Linked DNA regions of Pan troglodytes: regions 1 and 2 are each linked to region 3. The links are chromatin contacts, called in public Hi-C and HiChIP or PLAC-seq maps. All regions are on one chromosome and are shown on one strand. The core of a region is the stretch at or near the end of the contact, and the rest is flanking DNA. Distances in the headings are between cores, read along the strand shown. Region 1 holds the start of NUDT3 (nudix hydrolase 3). Region 2 holds the start of RPS10 (ribosomal protein S10). Region 3 holds the start of SMIM29 (small integral membrane protein 29).

Evidence for each region. Hi-C and Micro-C count contacts between places; a contact is called where the count stands out from the background. HiChIP or PLAC-seq counts read pairs in DNA pulled down with a chosen protein or histone mark.
Region 1: a contact with region 3 is called in an H3K4me3 HiChIP or PLAC-seq map of stem cell-derived excitatory neurons, with 6 times the contacts expected there. The contact joins the promoter of NUDT3 here to the promoter of SMIM29 in region 3. A contact is called at or near these places in 1 of 1 datasets of contacts at active chromatin or transcription factors (stem cell-derived excitatory neurons) and 1 of 1 other capture datasets (stem cell-derived neural stem cells).
Region 2: a contact with region 3 is called in a Hi-C map of stem cell-derived neural progenitor cells, with 5 times the contacts expected there. The contact joins the promoter of RPS10 here to the promoter of SMIM29 in region 3. A contact is called at or near these places in 2 of 7 Hi-C or Micro-C datasets (a lymphoblastoid cell line and stem cell-derived neural progenitor cells) and 1 of 1 datasets of contacts at active chromatin or transcription factors (stem cell-derived excitatory neurons).

What each region holds. Positions count from the first base shown.
Region 1 is chr5:40,267,663-40,271,878 of NHGRI_mPanTro3-v2.0_pri, forward strand. It overlaps NUDT3 (nudix hydrolase 3), which reads right to left and starts at 2,204. Exons shown (of 5, transcript XM_063812372.1): 1 at 1,799-2,204. The coding sequence starts at 1,897.
Region 2 is chr5:40,298,408-40,302,067 of NHGRI_mPanTro3-v2.0_pri, forward strand. It overlaps RPS10 (ribosomal protein S10), which reads right to left and starts at 1,256. Exons shown (of 6, transcript XM_016955271.4): 1 at 1,076-1,256; 2 at 115-264. The coding sequence starts at 264.
Region 3 is chr5:40,125,136-40,128,839 of NHGRI_mPanTro3-v2.0_pri, forward strand. It overlaps SMIM29 (small integral membrane protein 29), which reads right to left and starts at 1,898. Exons shown (of 5, transcript XM_054685711.1): 1 at 1,541-1,898; 2 at 303-426; 3 at 29-54. The coding sequence starts at 353.

The sequences.
Region 1 (4,216 bases), core at 954-3,453, 140 kb after region 3:
GTTTGCTTATGATCTATAGTTTTCAATTTATCAAAAATACATTTTCTATTTCTAGTATGATTTATTATTATTATTATTTTTTATATTTAGAGATGGGGGTCTGTGTTGGCCAGGTTGGTCTCGAACTCTTGGCCTCACCACCTTGGTCTCCTGAAGTGCTAGGATTACAGGCGTGAGCCACCGCGCCCGGCCTGGTGTGATTTTTTAAAAACAAACAGTCTTGCATCATTCGTACAACTAAATTATACTTATAATTGGGGTGCTCACAGATTTACGCATACTAGTGTAGTAAGACATGCTATTATGCTAATTAGTTTTCCCTTCAGTTAAGAGCCTGTGATCCCATCTGATTTCCCATAACATGATATGATAATGAAGAGAATAAAGGCTCTGGAGCAATAAGCACCACCAATAATTTTACTTTACTCAAATATGCACTCCAAAACAGTATATAATTTACAGCACGGCCCTGGTTAGCTATTACAATGCATCTGTTCTGGGGACTTTTACAATATATGGTAGGATACAAAGCATACGTTTCCAAATCTCCTTTCGTTCTGTTTTGCTGAAAGGGAGCACACATGGGATCCCTTAACAACACAATTCACTAACTAATTTTCTTCAGGCAGTAATTCAAATTCCCACTTCCTCCTAAATACCTCTGGACAGCAACTCCTGGCAATCCATCTGTCTCTTTCGCCACAGCTTCTTTTCATAACTAACGGGTCAAGTTCCTTTCCCCATTTCGACACTGCACTGTACTGCGGCCCTGCCACCATAGCCCACTGCTGAATCCAATATAACATATTGGATTTCACTGTCCTTCATTGTTTCCAGTTTAACTGCCATTTTACCACCATGCACACGAGAAATGCATTCCCACAGGCATCTTATGAATTTCCAAAGCAGCTACTCTTTTGTGGATTTACAAAACATGTGCTTCTCTGAATTCCCTTCATCACCACAGAAACGGCTTTGGGAAGCCGAGATTTTTTTTTAAAGTACCCTACCTATTATAAAAAGAAACTGATTCTAAAACATTATTTTCCTAGCTAATTTAATCCTAAGAGTCTTCCCACAAGGCAGTGGAGGAACGTCAGGGCAAAAATGTTAAATACCGCTTTTGGTCTTCCCAATTAATATGAAACATTTTCAGCACACAAAGATTATTATATCAAATGTCTTTTCTTCTCAGACTACACCATAAAGGCTACCCAGCGCAATGTAAAATAAACAGCTGTCTGTGGCTTATGCACAACGCCCTAAATCTTCCGAAGACACCCCACCCCCACCCCTCGGCTTTGGGCTCACAGACATATAATCCCTCGGCAAACCCCAAACCTGCCAATGAAGTGCAGTATTTCTCTGCCACAAAGGCCGGCCCGCGCCTCGTGCACGCCGGCCTCCGCACACATGTGCCTGGCTGACAACTGCGGAGCGGCCCTTCCAGGATCAAAGCCGTTGGCCTGGACCGAAAGCCGCACTTTTCCCAGCCCACTGCCTTCTCCCGCGGCCGCTCTCCCCGGTAACAGGCGGCGGAACCGAAGCGCTCCGGCCGCAAGCCGGCTACCCCCTCCGCCCGGCGCGCCCTGTGCAGCCGCACTCAAACCCGCTTCCCCTCAGCCCCAACGTCCTTTCTCCTTCCCCCTTTTTTCGCCTCAGGAAATTCCATCGGAACTTCATTCCGCCCGAGCGGGGCGGCCCTGGCACACCCTCCTCCGGCGGCCGCGCCCCTCGCGCCTCCACCCGAAGGGGCCGGCGACCCGGCGACCCCGGCCCGCCCAGCCTGCCGCCTCACCTCCTCCTCGCTCTCGCTGCGGAAACACAGGCATGCGGCCCGCTTCTTGTAGCCGTCGCCGTCGTAGGTGCGGGTCTGGTTCGACTTGAGCTTCATCATCCTCCGGGCCCGGGTGGGGGTGCGGTGCGGGTCGCGGGAGTCGAGGGGTGGGGAGCCCGCTCTGGACGGCCGCGTGCGCGCGCGCCCCCGGCTCGGCCAAGGGAAGCAGGGAGGGGGAGCTTCTCCGCTACACGGCTCCGCCGCTGGCCCGCCGCGGCCGCCTCATTCCCCCCGGCCCAGGTCCCGCGCCGCCGCTGCCACCGTCACGGCTGCCGTCTCCGCTGCCGCCAGGGCCGCCGCCCCCTCTGCCGCCGCCACCCCCGACGACGACCGCGCCGCCATCTTGGGCGCGATGCGTCAGCGGCGTAAGGCTGCACCGGCCTGCGGGACGGCCGCGCGCTCGCAGCGCAGGCCGCGTTCGCGAATCGCGCCCTCCCAGTTGGCGCGGCGGAAACCAGCATCTGAAAGGAGAGGGACGTGCGACTCCAGGCGACCGCTACGCCGGCAGCGTAGGCGTAGAACTGGTGGGGCGCGCGGAGGAAGCCGGGGGAGATAAGAACAGCGGCGCAGGACGCCTAGCGGCCGGAGCGGAGACCGAGCGGTCCAGCCGCGCAAGTCAGCGGATGGGGAATCGGGGACTTGGCCAAGGTCACGCCGCGTCTCCGCGGCCGAGGATGAACCAAGGTCATGCCACCCGCCCCTGGGCCCTGCCGGTCGGTCTCGAAGGGGTTGAGGGGGAAGGTTTGTAGGAAAAAGGAGGATGTAGTTAAAGGCAACGGAAGCTGCAGCCTGAGACATCTGGGATTTGGAACTGCAAGGAAACGGCGCATGGGAGGCGTGTGCACTTTGCGTTGATAGCCTGAACCTCAGGATGTCTTAGGGGCTGGTGCATGTCGCCCATTACAAAGAACAAATATTTATTCTGCAATCTTTTATTGATGCTAAAGGTAATTGCTTCCTCTTATGGTAAACAAGAGGGCCAGAAAGGAACGCGCGTGCGTGTGTGTGTACACACATAATGTAAATCATAAAACATCATCGTTTCTGGCAATAAATGAGTGTGTGTTGTGGATGTCAAACAGATTCTCCAGGAAAAGATATACAGACAGAAGCTCTCCAGAAAGGAAAACTGGTGTATGACCTGTGAATGTTCTCAGCAACCCAGAACAAACCAAGTACCATGCAGATGCCCTAAACGTACCAAAAATCCTGTGCAGTATCTGTCTGTGAGTTGTTTAATACCCTTTTTTGTTTTTTAAATTTTTTTATTTAATTTTTAAAAAATTTTTTATTTAACATTTTGTTGCCCAGGCTGGTCCAGAATTCCTGGCCTCGAAGCTATCCACCCTCGGCCTTCCAAAGCACTGGGATTACTGGTGTGAGCCACAGCAGCCAGCTAATTCCCCTTTTTGAATTTGCTTGTATTTAGCATAGTCAAAAAGATCTGGATTTGAAACCAAATACACCTTGGTTGTAACCTCAATTACATTTTTTTTAATGTTCATACCACCCGATTACATCATATTTTAACTTCCGCAAAATAGAGACCTACTTGGCCCTGGCACATAGCAAGCACTCAGGGCACACCAGATGCTATTAATAGTTTGTTTGCCTATTAAACTTTCCTCTCTTCAAGAAAAGAAAATTAGAGTTCAGTAAATGTTGAATGAATAGATAGATGGAGGTTTTCTTTTGGTTTCTAATTCCTTACCCTGACTTTTTATGGGCATGTTTTTGTTTGTTTGGGGTTTTTTGTTTGATTGATTGTTTTTTGGAGACAGGGTCTTGCTGTGTCAATTAAGGTGGAGTGCAGTGGCATAATCTCAGCCAGCTCAACTGCAGCCTAGAACTCCTGGGCTCAAGCGATGCTCCCACCTCAGCCTCCCAAGTAACTGGGACCACAGGCGCCTGTCATGCAGCCTGGAGCGCTACCACGTCCAGCCAACTTTTGTATTTTTTTGTAGAGACAGGGTTTCACCATGTTGCCCAGGCTGGCCTCGAACTCCTGGGCTCAAGCAGTCCTTCTGCCTCAGCCTCCCAAAGTACTGGGGTTACAGGCATGAGCCACTGCTCCCAGCCTATGGGCATGTTTAGTTTCAAGAGCCCACAAGATTACTCCCAGATCCCTTGACTGAGTAATAATTACTTTGTCTTTGTTCAGGGAGCATTAACCAAGGGATTCTGTCCTTTCCTTGAAGATAATGGGTAAGTAGTACATTTAAATTTGTTTAAAAAAATTATACTCGGCCGGGCGCAGTGGCTCAAGCCTGTAATCCCAGCACTCTGGGAGGGCAAGGTGGGCAGATCATCTGAGGTCAGGAGTTCGAGACCAGCCTGACCAACACGGTGAAACCCCGTGTCTACTAAAAATACAAAAAT
Region 2 (3,660 bases), core at 6-2,505, 170 kb after region 3:
CTTTTTGAACTTGCCTTGAACCTTAGGGGAAGATCCCTCCATCCCATTCCATCCCATCCCGGGATGGGATCCCGGGGAGGAAGATCCATCCCATCTTCCTCCTCACCCTCCTACCTGCATGGCCTTCATGACATGAAGGTTGGGCACATTCTTGTCTGCCAGCTCCGGGTGCTTAGGCATGTGGACATCCTTCTTGGCCACCATGACTCCCTCCTTAAAAAGGAGTTCATAAATGGCAATCCGGTTCTTCTTAGGCATCAACATCTGCAAGAATGAGACGATTGTCAAGAGCACTTCTGAGTAACGAGGCCGGGGCCTGGTAATCAAGTTCTTGATCCTAAAGTGACCCACACAAAACCGTAGACAACCTGCTGGTGGGAAGACTCAACTCCACAAAACAGATTCGGCAGAGGCCAGCTCCGTCAGTCCCCACCCCCAAACACAATTCAGGTGGAAAAGTTGACAGTATGTTAAAACCAGGATAGTGGTGCACATTCGCGCCAAACTTCCTTAAGTTCTCATCAATTACAAAGGTCAATGGGGGGGGAGAGGAGCAAACCCTGTATTATCGGGAGCAGCTGGAGGCCATCAGCGACCGTACCCAGCGCGGAATCTCGCGGCTGTACCATAAGGTACGCAGGGAAGGCCCGGAGGGGTAAAGCCCCGGCTTCTTGAAGGCGGCAGACCCCAAACCGAAGGGCTAAGGCCTTCGCACCCTCGTCTCCTACCTACCACTTCTCCCCCAAACTAGAGCTCCAGTGCCAGGCAAGGAGGCAGTCGGGGGAGTCCTGTTCCGAAGAAAAAAGCGTGTCGGTGGGACACCGTCTCGCTAGTCTCACCTGGCAAGTCTCCGCCACGCACTGGCTTCATCCTCCCCCTCTCCCTCGGACAACCCTCGCCTACCAGCGGCCCCCTACCCCATAAAATAAGCCTCCAGCCCCTATCGCTACTCAGAAATCGGTGTGTGGGGAGTGGGAGAGAGGCCCCCTGCCCGCATCCTGGGGAGGAGCAGCCGCTAAGGCGGCAGGATAGCCCGGATGGGAGCCGATGGAACTCGAACTCCACAGAAACTCACCTCTGCGGCTGCAGGGTCCGGTACCGGGGCTGGAAAAGAAGGAGCATGCGCGGTGCTGCGTCTCTTCCGGGCTGGCGTGGACCCGCCCCCCGCCAGGACCCGCGGGGAGCCTGGGGTGGCCTCGGCGGTGCCTGAAGAACTGGCGGATCTGACCACAGAGCCTGACCGCCTGAGGGACTCACGCACGCACTAGTAAACCGCCGCCGGGAACTTCTGAGCTTGCGTGCTCTATCAGTACAGGGTCACTTATTTTGGGCTGTCGTTTTAGAAACGCTTCTTCTTTTTTTCCCGCCCAAAATCTATTATGCAAGTGATATATGCTCTTGGAGCAAGAAAAGAGAGAGAACATATAAATCAGATGACGATAAAAGACTAAAAACATAATCCCATCAACCAAAGAGAATAGCTATTAACATTGTGGTATACACTTTTCCAAATTCATATGCACTCACAGAAGTAGACTTTTTTTTTTTTTTGATAAAAAACAGAGGCCGGGCACAGTGGCTCACGCCTATAATCCCAGCACTTTGGGAGGCCGAGGTGGGCAGATCACAAGGTTAGGGGTTCGAGACCAGCCTAGCCAATGGTGAAACCCTGTCTCTACTAAAAATACAAAAAAAATTAGCCGGCGTGGTGGCGGGCGCCTGTAGTCCCAGCTACTCGGGAGGCTGAGGCAGGAGAAGCGCTTGAACCCGGGAGGTGGAGGTTGCAGTGAGCCGGAATCATGCCACTGCACTGCAGCCTGGGCGACAGTGAGACTCTGTCTCAAAAAAAAAAAAAAAAAAAAAAAAATTGACTCAGCATTTTGGGAGGCTGAGGCAGGAGAATTGCTTGAGCCCAGGAGGTCCAGACCAGCCTGGGCAATGGTGAGACTTCAGCTCTACAATTTTTTTTTAAAATTAACTGACTGTGATGGTGCACGCTTGTAGTCCCAGTTATTCAGGAGGCTGAGGCGGGAGGATCGCTTGAGCCAGGAAAGTGGAGGGTGCAGTGAGCCGGGTTCGTGCCCCTGCAGTCCAGCCTGGGTGACAGAGCAAGACCCTGGCTCTATTTAAATTAAAAAAGAAAAAAAAAAAAAGAGGCTGGGCGCGGCAGTTCAAGCCTGTAATCCCAGCACTTTGGGAGGCCAGGGTGGGCGGTTCACCTGAGGTCAGGAGTTCAAGACCAGCTGGCCAACATAGTGAAACCCCATCTCTACTAAAAATACAAAAAAATTAGCCAGGTGTGTTGGCGTGCGCCTGTAATTCCAGCTACTTAGGAGGCTGAGGCAGGAGAATCGCTTGAACCCCGTATGCGGAGGTTGCAGTGAGCCGAGATCACTCCACTGCACTCCAGAGCTTGGGCGACACAGCGACACTCCGTCTAAAAAGAAAGAAAGAAAGGAAAGTGGGGCCGGGCGCAGTGGCTCACGCCTATAATCCCAGCACTTTGGGAGCCCGAGGCGGGTGGATCACCTGAGGTCAGGCGTTCGAGACCAGCCTGGCCAACATGGCGAAATCCGATTTCTACTAAAAAAAAAAAAAATACAAAAATTAGCCAGGCATGTTGGCGGGCGCCTGTAATCCCAGCTACTTGGGAGGCTGAAGCAGGAGAATCACTTGAACTTGGGAAGTGGAGCTTGCAGTGAGTCGAGATTGCACCATTGCACTGCAGCCTGGGCGACAAGAGCGAAACTCCGTCTCAAAAAAAAAAGAAAAGAAAAGTGGACCGGGCACGGCGGCTCAGGCCTGTAATCCCAGCACTTTGGGAGGCCGAGGTGGGCGGTTCACCGGAGGTCAAGAGTTCGAGACCAGCTTGACCAACATAGTGAAACCCCGTCTCTACTAAAAATACAAAAATTAGCTGGGCATAGTGGTGGGTACCTGTAATCCCAGCTACTCATGAGGCCGAGGCAGGAGAATTCGCTTGAACCTGGAAGACAGAGGTTGCAGTGAGTCAAGATCTCGTCACTGCACTCCAGCCTGGGTGACAGAGCAAGATTCTGTCTCAAAAAAAAAAAAAAAAAAAAAAAAATTAGCCAGACATGGTGACGGGTGACTGTAATCCCAGCTACTCATGAATCTGAGTTTTGAGGATTGCTTGAGCCCGTGGGTCAAGGCTGCAGTGAACCGAGATTGCCTGGCCAGCCTGGGTGACAGAGCAAAACTCTGTCAAAAAAAAAAAAAAAAAAAAAAAAAAAAAAAGGCCGGGTGCGGTGGCTCAGGCCTGTAATCCCAGCACTTTGGGATCCGCCAAGGCAGGCGGATCACAAGGTCAGGAGATCGAGACCATCCTAGCTAACACGGTGAAACCCCATCTCTACTAAAAATACTAAAAAATTAGCCAGGCGTGGTGGCGGGCGCCTGTAGTCCCAGCTACTCGCGAGGCTGAGGCAGGAGAATGGCGTGAACCCGGGAGGCGGAGATTGCAGTGAGCCGAGATCGCGCCACTGCACTCCAGCCTGGGCAACAGAGTGAGACTCCGTCTCAAAAAAAACAAACAAAAAGACTGGGCGCCATGGCTCACGCCTGTAATCCCAGCACTTTGGGAGGTTGAGGCGGGCGAATTATGAGGTCAGGAGATCGAGACCATCCTGGCTAGTACAG
Region 3 (3,704 bases), core at 648-3,147:
AGGGCGGGTGGGGGACAGGGACACTCACCGCTTTTTCTTCTGTACATACATTACCTGCAACAGAGACACAGCACTGTGGGGGCTGCTGAGCCCAGGAAGGCCCACAGGCAGAGAGAGGCCCACCTCCACACCCTTCACTCCCTTAACAGGACAGTGGGGACTCTGCAGACTGGACCAGGCCCACCCAGCCCCTGCCTTAGCAAAGCTGTGGGTGTCTGTGTGTGTATATGAGGGCTCCTTACCACAGCCACCACCACCCCGACCAGGGTGATGAGGAAGAAGGGCCCCAACACATAGCCCACCATGGAGTCGCTGTTGGCCTGGGGGGCATTGGGCACAGTGGTGTTACTCATGACATCAGCAGCCGGAGGGCTGGGTGGTCAGCATGGGCAGTGGCGCTTCGGGAGGGCGCCTCCACTGGGCTCCCTGGGGAGGAGGAAGGGAGGTTATCAGTTGCACCCAGGTGACATCCAGACTCTGGATCCCTCCCCCAGAGCTGAAGATCTATGAAAACTGGTCCCAGGTCAAATCCTGGGAGGAGGGATCCTCCAGGTAGATGTACTGGGTGTGACCCTCCAGTGAGTCTTGGCAAATCCTGGCAGGAAAGGGGATCAAGGGAAGGCCTGGATCCAGGGCTGAGTCTTGCCCAACTCCTATCCCTAAATCAGGGTGGGGCCCAGCTCAGATGCTGGCCAAATATTTACAAGTCTCAGCTTCTGGGGAAAGATTAAGTGCAGGTTTCAGGTGCCTGCCCCAGCCCTTTTGGGGCACTGGGCTGCCAGCACCTGTCCAGTGGAGCAAAATGGATAAATGAGGTCTAAAGGAAGGACCTGCACTGCAGCCAGGGGTGAGATGGGAGCATCTGAAAGAGCCCGCTTCCATCCTGGTCCAATTCCACTTCAAGCGATGGGCTCCATGCCTGAGTTCTATGCCCTTGTCCCTGGTGTCACCTCAGACATACAGCCCAAACACCCTCTCCCCCATCTGTCTCGTGTGCCAGGGTGGACACGAGTGGGTAAAGCTGGATTGTATCTTCAAGATGATGTCAGCTTCCTCTTGTCTCCACCCGGGGCTCCGCCCAGGTCCCTCCCCTCCTGGCCTGAGCTGACAGGCAGAGGTGGAGAGGGTCAGTCCCCATCGACAGAAGCAAAGAGATCGTCCTGGGGCAGTTTGCACGCTGATGGCCCAAGGTCCGCGACCCAGGTTCGCTTGAGTCTGTATCAGAGGGCAAGGTATGAACGACCTACCCCCGTGTCCGTAGGGCACGGGGCATCGAGCTTGCCCTTACCCAGTCGTATGCTCATCGTCCCAGGTCAAGGGGGCATGCCAGGGTGGGGAGGGCGTCAGGCCGCTGCTAGGATGCGGGCCAGCAACAGCGGACAGGAGGTGGTTCCCACGGCGCTGGGAGGCTCAGGCCGGAGGTGGGGGTGTTGGGGGATGCGGATGGGCCGCCCCGCGCCCGAACATCCTGGAAGCCCGTCACCCGAGGCGTGGACCCGTGCCGGCGCTCTGCAGCCCAGCCGGCCTGGCCATGCCTTACCTCCCGCCGCTGCAGCCCCGACAGGAACGCCCTCGGTTGGCTCCCGGGCCCCGGAAAAGCCGTCAGGCGCGTGATCAAAGGACCCGGGGAAATGGGCCGGGCCTCAGCACCCGGGCGCAGCCAATCCGGTAGCAGAAAGCCGGTGGCCTGGAGATTTCTGGAGCCGCCAATCCGGAGGCGGGGGTGGGCGGTGCGAAGGCGGGGACAGCGGGGCTTGCAGGGTCCGCCCGGCGGCGGCAGGGGGCAGCCGAGGGCTGCGTAGTGGGGGGAGGAGAACGCGACGCGGGGCCGGACGGGGTAGGGCGGGGCGCGCGCAGTTTTCCGGCGGCCCCTGGCCCGCCCGCGCCTGGAGCTCCGATTCTGGGAGGTCCCCGGCGCCCACTTCATTCACCCCTCTCGTTGCAGCCAGAATAGGGTCGCGCCGCGCTCTAACGTTGAGCCCAGGCCCTTCGCGGCAAGACCCTGCTCCGGGCCCACTCGGCCTCCGTCTGTGTTTGTTCCCTGGCCTTCGGGCTGTGCTCGGCTGGTAGAGTACGGCAGGTCTGGGCTACCGAGGGCCCTGGCACGCCCACCCTCTCTGCGCCTGTCTTAACGTCTGTAAAACAAGCTGTGTGAGGATTATTATTATTACTTTTTTTTTGAGATGGAGTCGGTCTCTGTCGTCCAGGCTGGAGTGCAGTGGCACGATCTCAGCTCACTGCAATCTCTGCCTCCCTGGTTCAAGCTATTCTCTTGCCTCAGCCTCCCGAGTAGCTGGGACTACAGGTGTGCACCACCATGCCTGGCTAATTTTTGTATTTTTAGTAGAGAGGGGGTTTCAACATGTTCGCCATGATGGTCTCTTAACACCTGACCTCAGGTGATCCACCTGCCTCAGCCTCCTAAAGTGCTGGGATTACAGGCGTGAGCCACTGGGCCTAGCCGGATTTTACTTTCTTTTCTCCTAAGAGAGAACACCCTTGTGAGCTAGGCAGGGCAAGTGGAGCAATCGCAATTTGCAGATGAGTTAATTGATGCTCAAGCAATGAGATGACTTCTCAGGGCCCTTGGCCTGATCATTAAGGGCAGGGTGGGATGAGATGACAGGTGGGCCTCTCTTCTTGGACAGCTCTCTGCTGACAGCTGCCCCAGAGCTACATTTGAGGCCTGGTGTCTTGCTGTGTTCAGGCTTCATATCTGATGAGAGTACCTCCAAGTATAGCCGGGAAAACTGCAGCTCTGCCTTCCCTCTTCATGCAGCTACCGTTTCAGGAAGCGGGAGGCTAGGGTGGGGTTGAGACTACATTGTGCTACCATGCTCGAGTTTTGACTGCCTCCTGATCCATGCTGCTGTGGTTAGTGCCTGGACTTGTCTGCCCACTTCAGCTAATGCCTCACTCATCCTCGTGTCCTCCAGCTCTGGATCCACTGAACAAACCATAAAAGCAAGACCTGAAAGGATTGAACTATTTTCAGTTAACTTTTAGAATGAAGCTCAAGAAGATTTATAGGAAGGCAAAAATATCCAGTTTTTATAATATCTGACATCCATTAAAAAATGGAACCTGGTGGCCAGGTGTGGTGGCTCATGCCTGTAATCCTAGCACTTTGGGAGGCCGAGGTGGTGGATCACCTGATGTCAGGAGTTCGAGACCAGCCTGGCCAAAGAGGTGAAACCCCCATCTCTACTAAAAATACAAAAATTAGCTGGGCGTGGTGGCAGGAGCTTGTAATTCTAGCTACTCAGGAGACTGAGGCAGGAGAATCACTTGAACCCAGGAGGCAGAGGTTGCAGTGAGCCGAGATCATGCCATTGCACTCCAGTCTGGTGACAAGAGTGAAACTCTGTCTCAAATATTAAAAAAAAAAAAGGACCCTGGCTGGGTGCTGTGGCTCACACTTGTAATCCCAGCACTTAAGACAAGGAATGTATGAAAAATATCCCAGTGATCTTCTAGAGATGAAAACTACAATATCAGATTAAAAAAATCATACTGGACAGGATTAATCACACTGGATAGGATTAATGGCAGGTTAGATATTACAGAAGAAAAGACAAGTGAACTTGAGGGCATAGCAATAGAAACTACCTAAAATAAAACCCAAAGATAAAAAAATCCAAAAAAAAAAGAAAAATGAAAATAGGATCAGTGAGTTGCAGGATAACCGTAAGTGGCCTAATATA